Linked DNA regions of Cricetulus griseus: region 1 is linked to region 2. The links are chromatin contacts, called in public Hi-C maps. All regions are on one chromosome and are shown on one strand. The core of a region is the stretch at or near the end of the contact, and the rest is flanking DNA. Distances in the headings are between cores, read along the strand shown. Region 1 holds the start of Rnf11 (RING finger protein 11). Region 2 holds the start of Cdkn2c (cyclin-dependent kinase 4 inhibitor C).

Region 1 (2,841 bases), core at 236-2,735, 190 kb after region 2:
ATTTGTTGTTGTAGATGAACCTGGCTCTATCAGGCACAAGCAGGTTTTATAAATCAGTTGTGCTGGCATCAGGCCTGACAATAAGAATAATAATAAGTCAGTAAATGGTGAATAAAAACCGATCAAAGTCAACCTCTTGCCTTCTTGTTGAAGGAATGACTGTGGAGAACAGCCTCATCTGTCTTCTTTTCCTTTCTTTTCTTTGCATATGCTCTTTGACCATTTATTTGTTCATTCAACCAAGGAAAAGAGTCTACCTTAGGCAGCATGCCAGGCCTACACAGGGAAGGGACAGATCATTCAGCTTGATCCACCTCACAGAAAGGCACAGGGACTGGAAACTCCGAGGAGGAGACTAACCCAGACTGGAGGGTCAGAAAAAGCTTCCCTAGCCAAACAAAAATGAATCCAGGAAGGACTTTTGGGAATAATGATTAGCCCAATGAGGGGTAGAAGGTCAGAAGTAGGGTCTGTCTGTGGAAATCCCAGCCTTAGGGAACAGTCTTTGAGATAACTAAAAGCACTTTGGCCATGTTGGAGTTGAGAATTTATGAAACGGGGACAGTACTGCTAATAAAATAGGCGTTTGTTTGTTTGTTTGTTTGGAGACTGGGTGTTTCTGTGTAGCTTTGGAGCTTATCCTGGCACTCGCTCTGGAGACTAGTCTGGCCTTGAATTCACATAGATCCACCTGCCTCTGCCTCCCTAGTGCTGGGATTAAAGGCGTGCCCCACCAACGCCCTGCTGTTGGGTGTCTTTTTTTTTTTTTTCAAGACATGGTTTGTCTGTGTAGCTCTGGCTGTTCTAGAGCTCACTCTGTAAACTAGGATGGCCTTGAACTCAAGAGATCTGCCTGTCTCTGCATCCCGAGTGTTGGGATTAAAGGTGTGTACCGTGGAGATCCAGATTTCTTAAGATTATTCTGTGGGAAGTACTGAGAAGCTACTAGAAATTTTAAGTGCAACTATATGGCATTAAAAAACAAAAATCCTCAACCATTCAAAGGGTTGGGGGGGGCAATGATGAATGCAGGGAGACTGAGAATCAATCGACTGCAAACGTTAGATTGAGGGGTGGTGGGACTGGAAAGAAATGAAACAATCTGATAATCTCTTAGCTGTGTGATGCCGGGAGGGTAGAACAGAGATAGGAAACACAGGGCGTGGCATTAAGTGTGGACTTTATTCTGAAAGGATAAAGAAGAAGCTGTTTAAACACCTCAGCTATCTGCCTAATCCATTCACATGCGGGCATATAAACATCACCTCGCAGACAGAGTGAACAGTCTTTGAGGACGCTGCGCAGGTAAGGGACCAGCCTCACGCCGCGAGCCGGCAGGGTGCAGCCGGGATACAGAGGGGCGCCCGAGACTGACGGACACACAGTCAGCACCTTAAACTCAGCACCACGCAGGGGGCGGGGAGCAAGGAGCCCGAGGCGGGGCCAGAGCACGCACGGCGGCGTGACGTAGGCCCGGCTGGCCTCGTTCTGGCTGCCGCCGCCGCGCTAAGGCGGAGTAGGATGAGGCCCCAGGCCGCGGCTCCAGCGTCGGCAGGGGCAACAGCCGCTGAGGCAGCAGCTGAGGCAGCCGGGACGGCCGCGCCCCCCCCTCCTGACCTGGATTAGGCCCAGCAGCCCCGTGGCCGCCGCCGCCTCGCGGGGGGCGGGGTGGGGGAAGCGCTCCGTCTCCCCGCCCCCGCCCCCCTCAGGCTCCCGGCGCGACCCCGGCGCAGCCCGCGGCCTAGCCTCGCGCCCCCTGCCCCGGGGGCTGGCATGAGTGGCCCCTCGGCGGCGCCGGGGCGCGGGGGAGCCGCCTCCTGAGCCCCGGGCCTGCCGCCTTGGACCCCGCGGCGCCGGGCGAGCTCACCGCTGAGTGTGCGGGAGACCGGGTCACAGCTTTCTTCCTCCCCCAGATCTCACGCACACACCTCAGCCCCGGAAGATGGGGAACTGCCTCAAATCCCCGACCTCGGATGACATCTCCCTGCTTCACGAGTCTCAGTCCGACCGGGCTAGCTTTGGCGAGGGGACGGAGCCAGATCAGGAGCCGCCGCCGCCATATCAGGTACGGGAGGGTGTGTGTTGGCGTGAGAGGAGAGGTGGCTCGGGCCCTCTGCCCTTGGCCTCCACGGCCTGGCCTCGGGGGGCGTTGACCCCTTCGGGGCTGGTCTTGAGGGTGTCTGCTGCCCAGTCCCCGACTAGAGAAGGATCCTTCTTGCCTTCCCCTTGGGCACCGTTTGGGGACGGTGTTCTGTCCTTGAGTTCAGGAATCAAACTATGTGATCATATCCCCTTGGCTAGTGTCTGGTAGTTAGCTTGTAGAGTTAAGGATGACATGGTTTTCCTGCCTTTATGTCTTGAGTTGTGTGATTTCCTCAACAGACTGCCAACAGGATTATGGGTTGTGGGTAGGTTGTCACCCCCCCCCCTTTATAATTGTGTTTTCGTTTATAGTCCTCCCTACTCCCACCCTATCTTTGTTAATTGGTTCGGGAGAATGTCTTTTTACCATCTACTTGGGGAGGTAGAATTCCAAGTGGGAATTTTAGCCTCAGCTTCATAAAGAGTTACTTGTTTATATATACATACGTGGTAAATTTTAAGCTCCTCCTGTTTTTGCTCCACCCCTGTGACACACCTTTTAAGTAAGTTGATTTAATAAAACCTTGATTATCTTGAACTTTAGAGACCTTTCAGACATCTGTTACTTAAGGCCTTCTCTTTATCAAGACTCTTGAATGAGTCTTTCTCAGTGATAACTGAGTAAACTCCCAGGTGGGCTTGAATGCAATTCTTCAGTATTTTCCTGGAGAGAGGTGGGTTTTCTAACTTGGCAGTCTC
Region 2 (2,978 bases), core at 305-2,804:
GTCTACAAGACTTCTCTGCTGTCTGGTGCTGTCAATAGGGTCGCCTCGGCAGCCCTGCCAAGGACCTGACAGGTGGCAAGGCCTGTGGTGGAGCAAAGGAGTCCAGCAAGAGCGCGCTCCATCAGGAGGCGGCAGCCGCAGGCCAGGCCGCTCGAACTCGGCGAGCCTGGCCCGGGAGCGCGGAGGCGGTGGAGCCGCCCCGCTCCAGCTGAGGAGCCTCCGGGAGCGCCCAAACGCTGTCAACCAGCAGCAGGGCCGCCGAGCTCCTAGGGCCTCAGCCCGCGCCAGGTTACCTCCACCGGGGTCCTGCCCGGTAGGGATCGGCGTCGCGGACTGCAGCCAGCCGGTCCCAGGCCAGCAGGCCCGTCCGGGCGGCACCGATCCCGCTTCGGCAGGGGCGGCCCGCAGGGAGGGCGGCCAGGAACTCCGCGGCCGCCGGGCTGACCCAGGCCCAGCGCGGGCCGAGAAGAGCGCGGGGCCGCGAGGGCGGAGCGAGCGCGCCGCCGGCCAGTGCGCCGCCAGGCGGAGGGCGGGGCGTGGGCGGCGCCCGGCCTTCCCGCTCCCGCGGCGCGCTAACTCGGCGGAGCCTCCTTAAAACTCTGCCGTTAAAATGGGGGCGGGTTTTTCAACTCAAAAAGCGCTCAATTTTTTTCTTTTCAAAAAAAGCTGATGAGGTCGGAAAAAAAGGGATAAGAAACCGGCACCGTCTCTGCAGAGGCAACCGAAGCAGCAGTTGCTTCAGCGGAAAAAGAAGCAAAGGAGGGAAGGAAGGGAAAGATCCTAAAGGGGAAAGACGCGCAAGTGCCTGTGGCCGTGAAGAGAGCCGCGATCAGAGATTTTGGGGAATCGGACTACAAAAGAAACTGTCAGCTGCGGCTCGCGAGGGTCCGGCGCTGCCTGGCTCGGCTCGGGGACCCAGCTGGCTGGCAGCCGCTGCCCTGTCCCCGCGGTACAGACTTAGGGGCACAGGCCGGAGGACCGCGGACAACTGGCCAAGTGGCAACAGGCGCCCGAGCTGCTGGGCGGACGCCAACAAATCGGCGGGACTGACTGCGCCCGGGAACTGTGGAGACCGCCCGTACTTCCAAGGACCCTTCCCATCACCGGAGGCCCCCGGAAAATCGGAAAGGAGGGAAAGACCGTTGCAGAGGCGACAGCCGCCCCTCAGTGAGAGCTTGCAGTGCAGAGCCTGAGCTAGCTCGGTCGTGGGCGGGAAGTTACTGGAGAGCTGGCCCGGTGCAGCCGCGATGCTACGGCGAGCTGCCTCAGCGACCGGAGCCCGGTAGACGCGTCCTTCGCCGCCCTCCTCCTTTCTCAGGCTGCCGGGAGTCCCGGGACCCGGCGGGACCGGCATGACGGGCTTGGCGGGGGTCTGCCGCGCGCCCACCAGCCTCCGGAGACCTGCGCCCTGCCCGGCTCCCACGGCCTCTGAGGCTCGGCGGGGCTGCGGCTGCGGGCTCCGGGGGCTCTTCTGAAGACGCCGAGCCCACTGGGGAGTCGTTGAGACCCGAGAGTTGAGGGCCACGGAACTGCTGCTCCCGTCTGCCTTGGGCGATCATCTTTAACCCCCCACAGCACGTCAGCATCCAGCCACCGCGGCGCTCTCCTAGCGAGCAGCACTTGGGACTACCCCCTTCGGCGAGACGGATGGAAAGCGAGCCCTACGGAGGACTTGTCCCTGAAGTTCTGCCTCAAGTCACCATTGTAAACAAGGGTGGGTTAATGCCTTTTCTCCTCTCCAATACTTTTTCTTCCGCAGTGTTTTCTGAGCTGACCTAGTCTCTTACGTCTCCGCACATCCTCCTCACAGAACTGTGAAGTTTAGGTACGTGACAGCTCTGCCTGCATCTCACGTCCAGAGTAATTAATCAAGAATGCCTGTGTGTCTGTATGTGTCTGTTGAATCGCCAGAATCCTTCTTAGGGGTTAAGCTAAAAAGCTAGGAGAAGAGCCCCTCTCCAATGGGCTCAGTTTTGCTGAATAATCACGTGTGAATCAAGGGGCGGGCTTTTGGCAGGCCGACCTTACTAGTATTTACTACCAAGCTCTACTCTAGATTAACCATCCCAGTCCTTCTGTCAGCCTCCGATGCCATCATGCAGCCTGATTAGGAGCAAAGGAAAGGGGGAAAGGAGAAGCAACTAATCGTCTTTTCCCGATCGTCAGGACCCTAAAGAATGGCCGAGCCTTGGGGGAACGAGTTGGCGTCCGCAGCTGCCAGGGGGGACCTAGAGCAACTTACTAGTTTGTTGCAAAATAATGTAAACGTCAACGCTCAAAATGGATTTGGGAGAACTGCGCTGCAGGTTGGTATCCACAGAGGTGGGGAAAGCGAGTCAATAAGGTTGCTTGGGCTTCTAAAATGACAGTTTTTAAGTTTTGAGGGGTACAAATCGTCACGGTTTTAAAACCTACTTGGTTGCCATATTTTATATCTTTAAGTGGATCCAACTCCCCAAAATGACGTACTTTGAAGAAACTCGTCAAATCCAGTAACATCCTCGGTATAAAGAGAATCCTAGGTTTGGTCATATTTTTTGGAATGTTTTTGTGACAGTGAAGATTTTAAAGTAGTCTTAGCGTCGAAATCTGTTTGTTTTGTGCTGTGTTGTTTTAGATAGCTCTTTAAGCACATTATTATGATTATTATTTGAAGTAAATACACAGTTAATAGTGGTTTTCACCTATTTTGTTCCCAATAATTGACTTTAAGGTTAATTTCCCTGACTACTAGGAAGGGTGTTTTTCCTTAAGCTGTTTCATGTCTTAACAAACGACCTTTCCTCGTTTGGAATGGGATAGCCTGGGCACCAGGACAGGATGTATATTCCACAGTTACTATACTACCTAACCCACCCATTCAGGATTGAGGAGAAATAAAAAGTTGAATTTTCTAATCAGAGCTAAGCAGTAATGTTTTTATTTTCCCCGTGGTCATGCGGTGGTATGCTCTATTTTTCAGTAATTAGATTTACAGG

Evidence for each region. Hi-C and Micro-C count contacts between places; a contact is called where the count stands out from the background.
Region 1: a contact with region 2 is called in a Hi-C map of fibroblasts, with 2.7 times the contacts expected there. The contact joins the promoter of Rnf11 here to the promoter of Cdkn2c in region 2. A contact is called at or near these places in 2 of 8 Hi-C or Micro-C datasets (the CHO-K1 cell line and fibroblasts).

What each region holds. Positions count from the first base shown.
Region 1 is chr2:40,350,243-40,353,083 of CriGri-PICRH-1.0, forward strand. It overlaps Rnf11 (RING finger protein 11), which reads left to right and starts at 1,486. Exons shown (of 3, transcript XM_027402457.2): 1 at 1,486-2,065. The coding sequence starts at 1,943.
Region 2 is chr2:40,159,438-40,162,415 of CriGri-PICRH-1.0, forward strand. Cdkn2c (cyclin-dependent kinase 4 inhibitor C) reads left to right here and starts at 1,555. Exons shown (of 3, transcript XM_027402459.2): 1 at 1,555-1,825; 2 at 2,167-2,306. The coding sequence starts at 2,178.